Linked DNA regions of Mus musculus: region 1 is linked to region 2. The links are chromatin contacts, called in public Hi-C maps. All regions are on one chromosome and are shown on one strand. Each heading gives the region's core, a stretch centred on a gene start, on an enhancer-like site or on the middle of the called end of the contact. The rest is flanking DNA. Distances are from core to core; before and after follow the strand shown.

Region 1 (5,617 bases), core at 2,920-5,419, 90 kb after region 2:
TGGCCATGACATGAGACCATGCAGGGCAGACAGTATGTCTAATCCAGGGCTCCTTCTGGAAATTTGGCACTCTACTTGTAAGACTAAGCTTCTCTTAATCCAAGGGTTCCTAAGGAAAGGGAGCCATACCCAGCCCACCAGCTGTCCTGAAAGTCCTATGAAGCAGAGCACATCTGCACCCCTCATTTTTGAGGCACCTGTTTCTGTGTTCTCTCTATATCCTGCCGGGGAGGAAACACCATGACATGTGCACAGGAGGTGTCTGCATTCAAGTCTAGAAGATATGCCAGCTCCGGCACTTCTGTTTTATTGGCAAAAGCACAGTCTCTTGGCCAGACACAACTGCAAGGCATGCTGGGAAGTAGGTTATAAAATGTGCCAAGGAAAAGGCAGGAGCAGAATCGGCAGGAACCCCAACAACTCTGCTTGGCTGCTCTGGTCAGATGGTGTTCCTTCCCAGCATGCACATTTGCAACTGAGCCCAAGGTTTTGGGTCTTCACGAAGCACGTGTGATCATGTGGTTTATTCTGGCAGAAAGGTCACCTTCCCGGGGCTGAGAACACTTCTCCAGGAAGCTTTTCTCTGAGAACGTGGCTGCGTACCTGACAGGGATATGGGGCAGAGGGGGAGGCAAGGTTAGTAATTTAGTTGTCACTGGCTGACAGGTTAGTCTTAGAATATGTTCCCTGCAATTCAAGGCTTGCTAGAGAGAGACAGAGAGAGGCACTTAACAAATGTCAGCCCTTTTTTGTAAACTGCCACAGCTGCCTCATGCTGACCCTGAAGCAGTTGAAGAGTTGTCTGCAGACTTCCATCACCTCCTCATTCCACTCGCACTGGTGTTCTCTTTTCCTTAATGTATTCTTTTTTTTTCAGTTTTCATACAAATACATATTGTATGTTGAGCATAGTCCCCCTAATGCCCTCCTCCAGTCCTCTCTGTCTCTCTTTCCCTCCCACTATTCCCCTTTGTACCTAGGCAGGTACGGGACTAGGATAGTGTTATACAGACAGACACACATTTGGACAGAACACATGAGGTACCTGCTATCCTAAGAATGACTTAATTTGCTTGGCTGGCTTCTCTCCAGTTGCATCCACTTTTCTGCAGACACCACCCTCACTGTGTGTCCTGATCCACTACTCTGTTTTGGGTGCTCCAGGTTGGCTCTAGAACTTTACAATAGCAAATGGGGTGGTCACAAACACTAATGTATGAGTATCTCTTCAATATGTTGAGTTGCAGGTCCTGCCAATAAACACACAGGAGAGGCACAGCAGAATCATCTAGTAGGTCTATTCATAGGGGTTTTGATGAGGTTCTATTCTGACTTCCACCAACAGTGTAGAAGAGCTTCTCTCATCCACATCCTAACCATCATTTGCTGTTGGCTTTCCTAATGCCTGCCATTCCTGCCCACCCCCTGGTATTCCTGATACTCACCAACAGGAAGAGCAGCCATCTTGGTCACTAGAGAGGGCTCTGAAAACAGTCAGGACTGGAACACGGGAACCTGTAGTTTTGCTCGTTTCCCACCATGACTTATTAAGAGATGCACGGTTCTGCGATGGGATCTCAGCCTCAGCACCTGACTTGCTGACCAGCTGAGCCCTTGCTGTTGCAGCCATGACGCCTCGGCAGTCAACAGTCCGACAGTTCCTCTAGGTCTGTGTGCAAGTCTGACTCCCTCAGTTCTCATACCTACAAGTTTCTCCAGACTTCATAAATGTCCGTGGGATGGGAAGGACTCAACTGCCCCTATGTAAGACATGCTGGTTTAGAGCATCCACGCTATGGTAGCTTCGAGAAACTCTGTTCTCTCCTTATGGAATCTAGCATCTGGATGCAGTCCTGTGACTCAATCTCTCAAACATGTGTAGAAATGATAACTACCTTTTATCCTGCCAGTTGACTGGATCTGTGTTCATCAAAGTCATCTGATGTCCTCTGTCACCTCTGTCACCATCAGAGAGACCCAAGAGCATAAGATGGAATAGCCATAGAAGCAACCTGGATATAGTGATGGCACCTGTGTCTTGTGTTTGAATTGGGACTAAATAAAGGAGAATGCAGCTAACCAGCTAACCAAAACCACAGTTGACAACTCGTATGACCATAACACACATGTAACAACAGGTTATCAAAAATGTCCAGGAGTGTGGGGAGATGGCTTAGCTCTTGCCACTCAAGTATGAGAACCTGAGTTTGGCTCCTCAGCATCCAAACAAAAAGCCTGACATAGTAGCACACACTGCAACACTAGGAAGGAGGACAGAAGAGGATTCCTGAAGCTCATTGGCCAGCCTTGCTGAATGAATCTGTGATCTCCATGTTCAGTGAGAGCCCTTGAGTTTAAAAGTAAGGCAGAGAGTGGTCGTGAAAGACACTCAATGTGGGTCCTTGCACATATGTGCACACCCCTACACACACACAAATACCCAAACATATATATACACAATGCACAAATAACAAATACACAGAACACACATACTGACAAAGACAAACAGATACACACGCCACACCTAGGTGGCTGGCCCTGGTGACAGCTTGCCCAATTTTCACTCCTGTTCCTATTTTTTGTAAATGGCAGTTTCAACAAATCCTGCCCACTGATGCATTGTTTAACCAAATGTCATCTCTCTGCCTTCCTCATTTAAGCATCATCTGTTAGGTTTACACATTGATACACCCATGAAATTAGCATTACACTTGTTTCCTCGTGGAGCTGACTAGGTTTAATTTAATTGAAGCTGTTGTCACTGCTGATAGCCTTTGGAAGCTGCAGGGGCGCTGGTTGTCTTAGCTTAACCCCGTCCTGTCTGAAGATCAAGGCTTCCTTCTCTCCGGGTGATCTGTGACCTGTCTCCTCTCTAGCTCCTTAGTAGGTCTTTCCTTCTTTAGAAAAGGGTCCCAAGCCATAGGTGGAAAGTCATTCTTCCCTGTGCTGGGAAGGCTAGTATGATGGGACAGGAACTCTCAAACCAGTGACTGCAAACACCGCAGGCAAGTGCTGGCTGCCAGAAGTGGCTCTGAATGTGCAAAGTGAGGCACAGCTTCACTGAGCCTTTCCTCATTCAGTAAGAGCCTCTCTGGGAGAGGCTGTGCAGAGGCTGGTCCACTGCCTGACTTTCCAGTCTGTTACCTGGTAATGGTTCTTGATAATTGTCCCTTAAATGAATGGCACTGTCCCTCCACCTGACCCTACCACACACCCACATTTGTATTATTGCTTTTCTTGTTGCTGGTACCAAATAATGACAGAAGTAATTTAAGGTAGAAAGGGTTGGCGTTGGTTCACAGTTACAGGATGCCATTCATTATGGTGGCAAGGCACAACATCTAGGGCAGCTCCATACATAGCAATGGGACCTTGAGGTAGTGGTCATACATATCTCTATGGACCAGCAAGCAGAAGCCTTGGGCAGAAAACAGAAGTGGACATAATCTTTAAGCTCTGCCCCTGACCAATGACTCCAGCTGAATAATACAAAGGACCCATCCTTTGTATTATTCTCAAATTGTGTCATCAGCTTAAGAGCAAGTGTTGAAACACGTGAGCCTACGGGGGACCTGCCATAGTCAAACCAGAGCAAGGCCTAGCTAACTTACGGCATATGTGGCTATTTTCCAAACAAATGAATGAATTTCTGCTGCTTTGTTCTTGAAGCTTCCTAAGATGACCTTTGCAGTAACCTTCGCCTGCTTTCACCCCTCGGGATACCCAAGGTGGTGCACTCTAGTCAGTCCCAGGAAGGAGTGTGACCTTCACAGACAGAGGACATAGGATGAGCTGAGGGGACAGATGTGACCTGGACTGGGAGCAAGATGAGCACAGTGTGATTGAATAATCCGGCCCACATCTCTGAGAGGCGTGCGCCCAGCAGAAGCTTGGGTGTGACCTCAGAAGGCAAATGGGGATCTTTCGGCAGGTGAGACCTGCAGATAGATGAATGTGTCTGAGAGCCATAGCTTGCAATTCACACTCTTTCCTAGTACAGCCCAGGCACAGAGGCTCCTGGCTTTGAAGCCAATCAAGGAAGAACCAAGAAGCCATTAACTATATGCTCGGGATGTTTTGATTATTATACTACAAAATTTTCTACAGTATAGGAAATTGCCAAATTACAGGAAATTGCCAAAATCTAAGCAGAAGTATCATGTGTGCATCTAAGCAGAAGTATCGTGTGTGCATGCACACACACACACACACACACACACACACACCATGAACCTCTCCTCTCGCTCACTTTCTTTAAACTAAAACCATCTTCCCTTTCTTCAGTGATGTCTTCATCACTGTTGTGCAATGGCGGCTTCTGTGTGTTTGTGCGTGATCATGAGGGTGTGTGTGCACCTGTATGTACATGTGTATGTGCACATAAACATGCATGTGGAGGTCAGAGGACAGCTTTGGGTGTCGTAGCATTTTTCAGGTACCCTTTATTTGAGATCTTTGACGCTCACTGGCCTAGAATTTTACCAACTAGGCTAGACTAACTGACCCTCTAGCTTCCAGGATTCTACCTTGCCCTGCTTCGCATCACGCAGGTTCATCACCATGATCAACAGGTAACATTTCATCCAACTTCTTCCTTGGGTTCAGGAAATCTGAACCCAGGTCTTCACGCTTGCAAGGCAAGTGCTCCACCCACTGACACATCCCCCTCCCAACCTCACCCTGTGATACCTTCTTTACCTCACTCCCACTTCCTCCTGCCTCAGCTCTTAGCTTCACTCTGGCTTCCTCAGAAAGTTCTGGAAACTTCCCTAGAAGCATTGCCTTCTCCCTATCCTTCTTCTTTGCAGCTGGCACCTGCCCTCCACACTCCAGCCTCACCAGACTCTAGGCTTCCTGGAGACAAAATCAGATCATTCATTTGTGTGTCCTAGCACCTGACAGGGCAGCTGCTCACAGTACCTGCTCTGTGAATATTGAAAAAGTGGGCAAAGAGAGGGGGTTGTATTCATCTATGTGGAAAAGACATAGAGCATATTGCTGCGGGCTGGAGGCATGCTGCAAGTTGAAATGTATACAGATATATTACATATATTCATACATGTATAATCTGTATGTAGAACTGTTTCTAATATGTTCAACAGCTAGATAAACCAGGATATTGATTTCTTTCTCTTTCTTCTTATAATTTTTTTTTCATTTATGTGTACATACATTAGCTAGTGCCATAGTGCATGTGTGCACTTGCATGGTTCATGTGTGCATTTGCATGGTGCATGTGTGCATTTGCATGCTATATGCACCGGCTTGAGTTACTTCTCTCCTTCCTCCTCATTGTAGATTCCAGGAATTAAAATCGGATCGTCAAACTTGACAGCACTTGCTGAGCCATCTCACCAGACCCTCTTTCTTATTTTTTTAATATTGTCTTATGTGCTTGAATTTTCTGCAGTCTATATTTCCATATTCCACAGTCAGTCCCAGGAAGGCGTGCGATCTTCACAGACACAGAAGGAGTGTGACAATATAGACAGAGAAATCAAAGAAACCAGTAAAAGCACTCATAGAAGGAGCTGAAGCTCTCGTGGTTAAATAATAATAATTCCCCCTTGTCTTTAGCCCAGGACCTCAGCTCCCCTCATGCAGTCTTTGGTCTGTG
Region 2 (5,145 bases), core at 1,622-4,121:
CCTTTGCATACCTGTTCATCACAGTCTCCTCTGGCCTTCCCACTACCCTCTGTCACCTCACCTGGCAGGATGTGTCCAGACTTAGCCAGACGATGGATCAGGTCACGACTACTCCTCAGTTTCATTAGAGGGCTACTACTGAGACCCAGCTCGGCAACTCAGGTGGAGGCTGGACCATGTCTGTTTTACTTATTTAAAACTCAATAGGTAGCCAAAGATGACCTTGAGTTTCTAATCCTACCTCCTTCACCTCTGAGTGCTGGGTTGCAGGTGTGGCCCATCATTCCAGAGTTTAGCCAGTAGTAAAGATAGAGCGTAGAATATTGTGCATACTAGGTAAGCACTCTACCAAGTGATCTAACCTTGACGCCTCTTTTCTGCTCTTCTGACAATAGCTGTACTGTGCACTTGGGCTCTAAGTCTGCCCTAATCCCCCCTCTGTACTTGTCCATGGCTGCTCATTCTTCACTGCCCTCTGCACTGCAAGGACACTCAGCAGCATCCCTGGTTACCCACCATCAGCCAGAGCTGCAGCTTGCAGTATGACAGACAACAATGTCTTTAGCCACAGGTTCCTGGGAGAACAAATCATCCCTAGCTGAGAACTGCCTGTCAAAACAAGGAATGCGTCCAAAGACTAAAGCCCATGACCTATGACCCCAATGGTTCTGTGCTGATGGCATAGGGTAAAGCCTTGGTTCTGCTAGTTATTTCGAAATAACCTCATGTAAACTTAGTCTGAATACAACATGCACCAAGTGTCCCCCTTCTCTGCACTGATTTGCCAAACAAAGTGCTTCTGTTGTTTTTTATATTTAAAAAATAGCAAGACATGGGTCATATGTCTTTATAAGGAGGTAAAGGGCTCCATCTTTTCCTTGGGGGAAGTGGGACCCTTCAGTCCAGCTGTCTGTTCTACAGAAGGCATCAGATTAAATGCCAAACAGCATGCCAACCTGCATCCCTGAAGACCGCAGGGATGACGTTGACTGAGGTTTCAGATCTGTTTGGCAGGCGATCTCAGGAGGGTGTGTGCTCCCCTGACACCATCAGAAATAGTCTGTGGCTTTGGGCCGCAACACCATGACGTGTTCAGACCTCCCTGGCATCAATCCCTGGATTTGGTGAAAGAACCCTGTGTATAGGGCACCAGCTTAGGACAACAGGCCACTGTAGGTCCTACCAACCTCCAAGTGTTGCTCACAGGGTGTTTTCTGAAGGTGGTTTGGGTTGGCTGCAAGCAGGGTTTGTTCTTGTTTTCTATTTTTACAAATTCTCCTTTGGGGACTTGTGGGTCCTTTCGCAATTTGGATTTCATGGTTGCAGTCATCGGTGCTATGCTGTATGGCTATATTATTATCATATTCTTTGTGCAATGAGTATATATTGAGAGCCCAGGACAATCTTTTCAGAGCTGGTGACAGAGCAGTCACATCCTGACCTCCCAAGCATACATGCTGGAGGATAGTAAATGAGAATTGTGGGTACATCAGATAGGACCATTACTATGGAAAGTAAGTCAGACAGAAGGGTATGGATGAGTAAGCTAAGTCAGGGAAAGAGTATCCCTTTAACATGACAGGACCATGCACATTGCCATAGAGCAACATTTGAGCACAATGCAAGCGGAGGAGCTCATTACACAGCTGCGTGCTGGGGGCAACTGGTACAAAAGCCCTGAGGCAGGGTACTCTTGATGTGGTAAAGCCAGAGCAGAGAGAGGGTTAGGTCAGGAGGATGCTGTTGAATTTAGAATGAATTTGCTTTCACACTACATTGGGAATCCCTGGGAATATCTGAAGTAGAAGAATCACATGGTCTGACTTTTGATGATGGCATTGGTGGCTCCCTTAGTGCAAATGATCTCTAGTGGTCAAGAATGGAGGCTGTGGCAAGAGCCACAGAGATGCCACAGTGATTTGGACCAGTGTTAACAATGGAAGCCAAGAGAGCTGCTGCATTTGTGCACGTGATCTGAGAGGAGAACCCACTGGAAAATGTACTGAAGCAACGCAAGCACCTCGTAAAACAAGACACCACCAATGTGGAAGCCTATCCAGGGAACTGACGTCCCTAGACCTTTGCACCATTCTTAGGTAACTGCTACTCATGGTTATCATCTGTCTTTCTGTGCATGCAACTGTGGTGTGTGTGTGTGTGTGTGTGTGTGTGTGTGTGTGTGTGTGTGTGTGTGTGGTGTGGTGACAGGCATTTGTTTACTTCCAAGAAATAGAATCTAATGAGCCATATTTTATAATGATGGGTACTTCCTGTCTCTTTATCCTCACTTAATATCAGCCCATATTAATCTTCCTGATTATTCAACTTCTATTTTGTCCAACTCTTTTTCTAGCACCTGGCTTGGAGTCTGGTACGTGGAAACTGTGGGATAACTATTAGTTGATTCTATGAGCTGTCCCTTCACTGTGAGCCCATTTCCTGTTGTTAGATATGTAGGTGGCTCCTCTTCGTTTTCCTGTTTTCAACACAGCTGTTAGTCACTCTTACATCCGTAGCATAAGTGACCAGATTTCACCAGCCCAAAGGGCACGTGTTTTAAATGATGCTAAAGGGAACTGACTTGTCCTGCGTGAGGCTCCTTCAGACCTGTGAGCGTTTAAGTGATTTCCTGTTTTTCATTTCAAAAGCATGGGAGCAATTGTTAATATGTGCCATTCTTGACAGATGCTGGGGTAAGGGATTGAAGCATTTGCTGAAAAGGGTATTTGCTGGTTCCTTGCTTCCTTTCCAGGATTTCAAGTCTCACTTAGATTCTCTGCCCCCTTGAAACAGAGAAAGCAAGTAATTGTCCTAACACTGCTCGAGCACCCAGCTATGTGCAGGCCACTATGGTAAGTTCCCCACAGGAGTAAACTTACTCAATCTCTATGCTAAAAAGGTTTCAGAAACCCCTGTGAGATTGTGTGGCTGTCATCAAGCTTGTAAAGAAAAAGAAGGAAACTGGGGAGAGACAGTTAAGTCACCCAAGGTCATATTGCCAGCAAGTGTTGGATCTTAGCAGAGCTCAGCCATCATGGCACAGTGGGTGGATTTAGTAATAGCTGTGACTGCCTTTGAGGCTCAACCACTCTGTGATATTTTAAAAGCAAAAAAAATCAATGCATTCTTTGGGGAGTCAATGGTCTTGGCCCAGGCTCAGGGTTATGCCTGGGCTCGTGGCCCAACCTGTGGTATGGCAGCTGGACACAGAGCTCTGTGCTAGACCTCTGGAAGATAACCAAGCCACAAGCATGTGAAAAGACATGCCCAAGGCCACATAAGAAAATAATACCACCTATTTACACGCTGGGTTATGTTTCCCTTTGACCAAGTACACAAATGAACTGCCCAGCTGAGCTAAAGATTTGACTCTGGCAGTGGTAATAGTTCGAACTGCGGGTTGGCTGAGACAAGGTATATATGGATGGATGGATGGATGGATGGATGGATGGATGGATGGAGAGCAGAGAGAATGAGAGTAATGGATGGGCAGATACATAGTGAATAGATGAATAGAAGGTGTTATGGATGATAAATGGTGGTAGCTAAATGATGGAGGAATGGATGGATGGATGGATGGATGAATGGATGGATGCTTGGGTGGTGAATGGATGGATGTTATTGTAAAAAATGGAGGAATAGAGAACTGCATAGAAGGAAGGATCCAGAGTGATACATATATGCAGAGATTGAGTGATGGATTGTTAGATGCCATTCAGATGATGGTGATAGATGATAGACAGACAGACAGGCAGACAGATATGTGATTGATATATAGGTGATTGATAGATATATGTTAGATGATTGATAGATATGTTAGATGATAGATAGATAGATAGATAGATAGATAGATAGATAGATAGATAGATAGATGATATACAGATAAATGGCAGGCCGATGATGAATATGTAGGTATGTAGATCTCTCTCTCTCTCTCTCTCTCTCTCTCTCTCTCTCTCTCTCCCTCCCTCATTCCCTCTCTCTCATATACATATACAGGCAGCCAAACTACCTCAGTTCATTTGTTGGAAATCCTTAGCATGCACCAACTAGTGCTTTGAGTACCAGGGGTAGGATATGCAGGAGCCAGTACTTTGACTCCTGTGAGCCCACAGTTTAGAGCAGGTCATTGTCACCATTGTTCTATCCCTTTGGCATCTGGAAGAAACTCTGCCATTCAGTCTCTGAATAATATTCCAAAAGAAAAGTAGATGCATTGTAAGGCAAAGGTAAACATCTGTCTCAAATGCTGCTACAGAATATACATAAAGCCAGAAGTCTGCAGGAGACCCTGTGCTTGTCTGCATTTTAGCATGCTTGCTAACTAGACTTGGCAGCAAACTTATTAACTACTGTCATCTAGAAGAGAGAGAGGTAAATAGTAACCTGAGGTGTCTGCTGCCAGGTAGTGTGACATGAACATGTCTGCAGCTTGTATCAGTGTCGAGGTCTCGGGTACTGGCAACACCATTGCAGCTATATTCATAAATGAAGGAACCAGAATTAGCAAAAATAATGCCTGTGTAAATACAAGTTCAAAGACCCCAGCACACTCTCTCCATAGACTCCTAAGTCCATAGCTTCCTAGACAGGTCCTGGGAGGTTATTGAGACATGTTAGTGTAGATGTGTCGCTAAGTTCCCACAGAGTGATCATGTGCAAGACTACTACTACTACTACTAGTAGTAGTAGTAGTAGTAGTAGTAGTATTTACCTGGGCACATGTGTGGAGGTCAGAGGACAACCTAATAAGATTAGTTCTTTTCTTCCATCTTTATGTGAATTCCAAGGATCAAACTCACGTTGGCAGGCTTGTATCATTGTGCAGCAAGCCCCTTTACCAACTGAGCTAGCTCACTATCTTCTGGCTTTCTTCTCTGTTTATAGCTGGATCTTTGTATGTCAATTTATGTCCATGTGGGGAATGGCACCTGGCACCTTTGAGCAAGCTAGGAAAGTACTCAGTCACTGAGCTACATAGAGTCCAACCTATGGGAAGGGCCTATTGATGTTCCTATCTGTGAGCTCTTGTCCATTTAGTGATAATGTTTGGCACTCCCAACAGAACCCCAGGGACTGGCTCCCTAGCGAAGCAGCTGTTTACAACATGTTCCAAAGGGTGAGTGAGAATTAAGTCAGGATCAG

Evidence for each region. Hi-C and Micro-C count contacts between places; a contact is called where the count stands out from the background.
Region 1: a Hi-C map of neutrophils shows a contact between it and region 2, with 2.2 times the contacts expected there. The contact joins two enhancer-like sites. A contact is called at or near these places in 1 of 15 datasets of contacts at CTCF or cohesin (large pre-B cells), 3 of 484 Hi-C or Micro-C datasets (bone marrow-derived dendritic cells, granulocytes and neutrophils), 3 of 115 datasets of contacts at active chromatin or transcription factors (bone marrow-derived dendritic cells, bone marrow-derived macrophages and double positive thymocytes) and 3 of 9 other capture datasets (adipose tissue, liver and pancreatic islet).

What each region holds. Positions count from the first base shown.
Region 1 is chr7:117,572,987-117,578,603 of GRCm38.p6, forward strand. The region is part of intron 3 of Xylt1 (xylosyltransferase 1); the gene reads left to right. Among named protein-coding and RNA genes, the nearest start is that of Gm34762, 180 kb to the right of the region's middle. Within about 2 kb of position 4,170, at least 13 of the 459 cell types and tissues checked have an H3K27ac peak or open chromatin away from gene starts, as enhancers often do. A contact at or near this core is called in neutrophils, where this site is marked.
Region 2 is chr7:117,484,125-117,489,269 of GRCm38.p6, forward strand. The region is part of intron 2 of Xylt1 (xylosyltransferase 1); the gene reads left to right. Among named protein-coding and RNA genes, the nearest start is that of Xylt1, 110 kb to the left of the region's middle. Within about 2 kb of position 2,872, at least 117 of the 459 cell types and tissues checked have an H3K27ac peak or open chromatin away from gene starts, as enhancers often do. A contact at or near this core is called in neutrophils, where this site is marked.